Linked DNA regions of Sus scrofa: region 2 is linked to region 1. The links are chromatin contacts, called in public targeted proximity ligation maps. All regions are on one chromosome and are shown on one strand. The core of a region is the stretch at or near the end of the contact, and the rest is flanking DNA. Distances in the headings are between cores, read along the strand shown.

Evidence for each region.
Region 2: a targeted proximity ligation map of alveolar macrophages shows a contact between it and region 1. A contact is called at or near these places in 2 of 47 Hi-C or Micro-C datasets (epiblast stem cells and heart right ventricle) and 1 of 2 datasets of targeted methods (alveolar macrophages).

What each region holds. Positions count from the first base shown.
Region 1 is chr4:55,069,099-55,072,361 of Sscrofa11.1, reverse strand. No RefSeq gene overlaps it. Among named protein-coding and RNA genes, the nearest start is that of FABP4, 26 kb to the left of the region's middle.
Region 2 is chr4:55,326,374-55,329,636 of Sscrofa11.1, reverse strand. No RefSeq gene overlaps it. Among named protein-coding and RNA genes, the nearest start is that of FABP5, 45 kb to the right of the region's middle.

The sequences.
Region 1 (3,263 bases), core at 257-2,756:
GATTAGACTCCTGAAAATTTACATATTCCATGGGTGCAGCCCTAAAAAAGCAAAAAAAAAAAAAAAAAAAAAAAAAAAAAAAAAAAAAAAAAAAAAACTTTATATTCAGCAGCATTGTTCTTCTAGGGAATTTCTAGAATTCACCATCCTGAAACAGTATTGGAAACAAAAGTTTGTTAGTGGATGAGTCCATCAAGCAGTAGCAAATATATAGAAAGTCAAAAGATAAGAATGGCCAAGATAGCATAAGACACTGAACTCACTTCCTCCCACAAGAACAACAAAATTCCAACTCTTTGCAGAGCAACTAACAGTGAGTACAACCTGAAGACTAGCAGAAAAGATCTACAACTAAACAAACAAGGAACCAGTGCTAGTCCAGGGACCTCTGGGGCCACACAACCAGTTGTTGGCCCTGCCCACCAGCTGGTAAATGTGAACCCCAGCACCCAGTCTCACCCACTAGTGGACCCCCTGGGCCCTGGACCCACCTGCCATTGTGCTGATACTAGCCCTGGACCAATCATGGCTCTACACTAAACCATATTAGGACTAGGTCCTCTCATAAGAAAGTTGGAACAGCACCAGGACCCCCTCCCACCAATGGGCCAATACCTACTCCAGGACCTCAGAGGCCCACAGCCAGAGATCCAAGGACCTAAACTTCCTCTCACCAGGCCAACAATAGCCCTTGGACCACCTTGGCACTGCAATCAACAGTATCAAGACCTGGCCCACCCACCAGCATGCCTGCATCACCTAGAGATGGGCCCCAACCAACCCACCAGCAGGCCAAAACCAGCTCCAAAAGAACTCAGACTGCCCAGCAAGCTGCCATGGGATCTGACTCCATAAACCAATGGATCAGCACTCTCCCTGGGACAACAGTTTCCATAGCTGGCCAACTCATGACCCAGCCTGGTCCACCAGTAAGTCAGCATCAGGAATGGGATTCCCCACAGCCAGGACCTAGTCCCTCCTACCAGCATACTGCCTATGTTTTATTCTGGATGTTTTATGGTTTCAGATCTTACATTTAAGCTTTAATTCATTTTGAACTTATTTTTGGATACGGGGTGAGAAAGTAGTCCAGTTTGATTCTTTTGCTTGTCACTGTCCAGTTTTCCCAGGACCACATGTTGAAGAGGCTAACTACTCCCTATTGTATATTTTTGCCTCCTTTGTCTTTGACATCAGTTTTAGAAATATTTGTTTGGATGTCTCCTCAGGCAAGGGAACCAAAAAGCAAAACTAAACAAATGGAATTACATCAAACTAAAAATCTTTTCCAAAGCAAAGGAAACTATCAATCGATCCAAAAGGTAGTCTATTGAATTGGAGAAGATGTTTGTTGTCAATTTATCCAATAAAGAATTTATATACAAAATATACAAAGAACTCATACAATTCAACATCAGAAAAATGCACAGCCCAATTAAAAAGGGGAAAGAGGATCTGAATAGACATTTCTCCAAAGAATACATACAGATGACCAACAACCATGTGAAAATATGCTCAGTGCCACTAGTCATCAGGGAAGTGCAAATCAAAACCACAACGGATGTCACCTCACACCAATCAGAATGGCCATCATCAAAAGTCTACAAACAATAAATGCTGGAGAGGGTGTAGAAAAAAGGCAACTCTCCCACATTGTTGGTGGGATTGTATAATAGCACAACCACTACAAAGAATAGTATGGAGATTCTTTAAAATAACAAAAAATAGAGCTACCATATGATCCAGCAATACCACTTCTGGACATATATCCAAAGAAAACTCTAATTCAAAAATATGCATGGACCTCAATATTCATTGCAGGGCTATTTACAACAGCCAAGACATGGAAGCAACCTAAATGTCCATTGATAGATGAATGGATAAAGATGTGGTACATCATGCAATGGAGCATTGTTCAGCCATAAAAAGAATGAAATATTACCATTTGCAGCAACATGGATGTAATTAGAGATTATCATACTAAATGGAATAAGTCAGAGGAAGAAAAGTATCATATCACTTATATGTGGAATCTTATAAAAAATTACACAAATGAGGAGTTATCATTGTGGCTCAGCAGGTTACGAAACCCAACAAGTATCCATGAGGATGTGGGTTCCATCCATCCCTGGCCTCACTCAGTGGGTTAAGGATACAGTGTAGCTGTGAGCTGTAGTGTAGGTCTCAGTCATGGTTGGGATCTGGTGTAGGCTGGTGACTACAGCTCTGATTCAATCCCTAGCCTAGGAACTTCCATATGCCATACCTGCTACCCTAGGAAGACAAAAAGGAAAAGAAAAAAAAAAAGAAAGAAAAAAGATACAAATGAATTTACAAAACAGAAACAGACTCATTAACATAGAAAGCAAACTATGTTACCAAAGGGAAAATGTGGGGGAAGGATAAATTAGGAGTTTGGGATTAACAGATACACACTACTATATGTAAAATACATAACCAACAAGAACCTACTGTATAGCACAAGGAACTCTACTCAATATTCTATAATAACCCAACTGGGAAAAGAAGCTGCAAAAGAATGGATATATGTATAACTGAATCACTTTTCTCTAAACCTGAAACTAACACAATACTGTAAATCAAGTACACTTCTATTAAATTAAAAAATAAATGTAACACAGGAAAATAACCAAGTAAACAAATAAAAATAAAGGAAAAAAGGAGAGAAAATACAGCAAATAAGAGATTGGGGCAAGAATATAGAGAAAAGGGAAGCCCCATGCACTGTTGGTGGGAATATAAATTGGTGCAGCCACTATGGAAAGCAGTATAGCGAGTCCTCAAAAAGTTAAAAATAGAACTATCGTGCAATTCAGTAATTCCTAGATATTTACTCCAGAGAAATGAAAGCATTCTTGCGATGGTCTATGTCACAAATATGTATAACAGTTTTATTTGTAATAGCTGTGTAATATCTCTCAAGAAGTGTTCAAAGGAAGATTTGCTTGTACAACTAGGTATTGATAAAAATGATGGGAGGAAAAGACTAGAACGTCAGCACCACCGACAATCTTGTAAAGCCTCTCTCCCAGAGAAGAAAATATATTTAAAAAGTTGAGAGTCTGGGAAGATAAAAAGTTTTTTTTTTTAAATAAAGACATAATACAAATAAATTTATCAAATAGTGCTCTATTAGAAAAAAAGGGGATTGCTTGTGACCTTTTATCCTGTACACAGCACCACCTAGAGGAAAACCATAGAAATGCTATTTCATGTGCTGTAGAGACCAATTCATTCATTTA
Region 2 (3,263 bases), core at 192-2,691, 260 kb before region 1:
ATTCGTGTTTCTTCTTTTTGAAGAAGGAGGAAGAATTTTGTTCTCATTTATGAGAAAAGCCTCCAGGGCCTGTTCTAGCAAAAGTACAATGGGAGACACTTTCTCTTTCACTGGACATGGCTTTGAATGCCTCCTCTCATTTCACGTTTTGGAATTACAAATTCTTCTTTGTGTTCTTCAGTGACGTGTTTTCTGACTAGGATTTTTTCTTTTTTCTTTTAAACAGGACTGGGGCTGTGCAGGGGTTCTGGGAGAGGCTGAATTGCCCCAGGATCATGCTCTTTCTAGGAAACAGGAACTAGGGGGTCAAGGTTTGTGTGGGTTCAGTGTCATCTGAACTTGATGCGCCTTGGCCTCATGTGTCCCTTCCATGTTTAGAAGGTCCCTCTCTTGGGCCTATCATTTCACAGAAGCCCCAGGATATGGTGATTTGGGTGGAGCCTGTATTTTATCTCAAGGTTTGGAGGAATGTCATGTTGATCTATTCCCACTAGAAGCTGGGTACTTCTATGAGTGAACTTCCTGAGAGTCCATGCCATTAATAGATAGGACAATTTTAGCTCTTTGAGCAAAGGTCTCTTGAGTTTTGACTTCAACCTGAAAAACAGATGACAAATGATAGCATTAGGTTCTGCCTGTTAAACTGATTTCCTGGATGATGTTTCTCTTGCATAATCCCTGTTAAATATTTGTACCTGATTCACCTGAGTTAAACAGTTGCAAATTTCCCAGGGTGGAGGAATAGGTACAAGTCAACCCAGGGTACAAATATGGTGCCTAAGTCAGGCCCTGGCGAGTCTTCATTCCCTAAAACGAGGTGTAGCACTCTCATTTTTTACTGTAGCGGACAAAGACATGGTGATTGAAACCAGAAAGAGCCTCATTTAAAAAGGCCAGGCGCCTAGTACCCCCTCCTCTGTGAAGGAAGAAATGAGAAGACATAACCTTTTTATTTATGTATTTTTTAATTGTTTTTTATTTTTTGGCTTTTTAGGGCCACACCCACGGCATACGGAAATTCCCAAGCTAGGGGTCGAATTGGAGCCACATCCACAGCAAGGCGGGATCAAGCCTCATCTGCGGCCTATGCCACAGCTCACGGCAACACCGGATCCTTAACCCACTGAGAGAAGCCAGAGATTGAACCCACAGCCTCATGGTACTAGTTGGATTTGTTACCTCTGAGCCACCATAGGAACTCCTCTTTAGTTTTATGTTGTAGATTACACATTTCTAAATATGTGGGAAATTATCAAAGATTGTGGTTCTTGATTTTGAAAAATGAAATTTTTCCTGTTAAAGTGTAACTATATAGGCATGCATATTAGCCCTATCTTTGCTTAATTTGGAGAGAATCAGCTGTTTCTAATCATTGCTTAAACCCCATAAAGGTTTCCAAGATTGGACCGCACCCAGTCCAAACTCTATCCAAGGTGGGCCAGTTCTGCCATCTAGTGGCCACCTTGTTGAACTACATCAGAGGGCATTCTGCGGTCTAGTCTGTTCTAGTCCTGAGAATTACTTTTAATTTAATGAGTCATGTGATTAGTTTTGGCCTTCATGTCTTTTCATTCCTACCTACTATCTGTGTGACTTGGGAAAATTATTTAATATTTCTGTGACTCAGTCTATCCATCTGCAGAATGGGGATAAGGACCTACTTCCTGTGATTTTCATGAGGCTCATGTGAGATAATATATGGAAAACGCTTAACAGAAGGCCTAGGCACAGGTAAATCCTGAATAAAATTTTATATTTTTATTATATTTCCTAATATAATTATAATTTTGCAAGTCCAGAACTGAAAATAAAAATAGGCTGAAACATAGAGTTCCCACTGTGACTCAGTGGTAATGAACCCAACCAGGATCCATGAGGATATGGGTTCAATCCCTGACCTTGCTCAGTGGGTTAAGGATCCAGCATTGCCTTGAGCTGTGGTGTAGGTCACAGACACAGCTCGGATCCTGCAATCCTGTGGTTCTGGCGCAGGCCGGAGGCTGCAGCTCTGATTCAACCCCTGGCCTGGGAACCTCCATATGCTGGGAGTATGGCCTTAAAAAGACCAAAAAAAAAAAAAAAAAAAAAAAAAAAAAAAGGCCAAAACATGGGAAATCGAGATATGGATATATGAGTATTTCAGAATAAATTAAATATACAATATCCAAAGCTTGGAAGAAGATCAAGTTTATTTAGGCTTCTCGTGTACACTGCCAACAATTGTATCATTGCAATTATGCCCACCTCATTCCAAGTCTTTCCCCACGTCATACTGAATGTTCCCACATGGCAGACAACTCATTACCCTGCATGCGTTTTAAGGCCTTTCTTCCTCTTTCAGGAACATTCTCCCTTTCAATTTTATATTTCACAACCCTTAATTCCTAACTCAAATGCCAGCTTCCTGTACACACTCCTCCAGGGCTGCAAGTAAAGTAGATCTTGCCTTTCATCTCTAGCAGAGCATTTGATGCACATGGATGTGCTGGAGACAGCTGGGAATCTGTGTGTGTGGCCACATCACTACAGGGTGATGTGCTTGCTGTGAGATGTTATATATTATCTTTGTATCTTCTCTCCCCCAACCCAAGGCCTAACACAAAGACTCCACACAAAAAATGCTCCATAGAAGGTTGTAGAACTGAAATAAAATCTTGGAGTTCCCCTCGTGGCACAGTGGTTAATGAATCCGACTAGGAACCATGAGGTTGAGGGTTCGATCTCTGCCCTTGCTCAGTGGGTTAAAGGATCCAACGTTGCCGTGAGCTGTGGTGTAGTTTGTAGACGCGGCTCGGATCCTGTGTTGCTGTGGCTCTGGTGTAGGCCAATGGCTACAGCTCCGATTGGACCCCTAGACTGGAAACCTCCATATGCCACCAGAGTGGCCCAAGAAATAGCAAAAAGACAAAAAAAAAAAAAAAAATCTTGGCAAACAAATATGTAGAACAGTTTTTTAAGAAGGCCGAATGACTCTTAGAAGCATCTAAGGTACATTGGACTAAAATGGCCCAAGGCTTTGAGTTGGCAGGGTTAGTCCATCAAAATATGCTTTAGGATTAAAAATTAAGTAACATTTTATAATAAAAATAACATACTTTGGGATTAAAATCAAGTAATATTTTATAATGACAATAATAGATTTTATTAAAGAATACTTGGAAATTACTGATGAGTAAAGAAAAAAGTCATGGCTCTACTACCCAAATATTATTCATATTTGATGTATTTTCTCAACATTTTGTCTCTACAATGTTTTTATTACA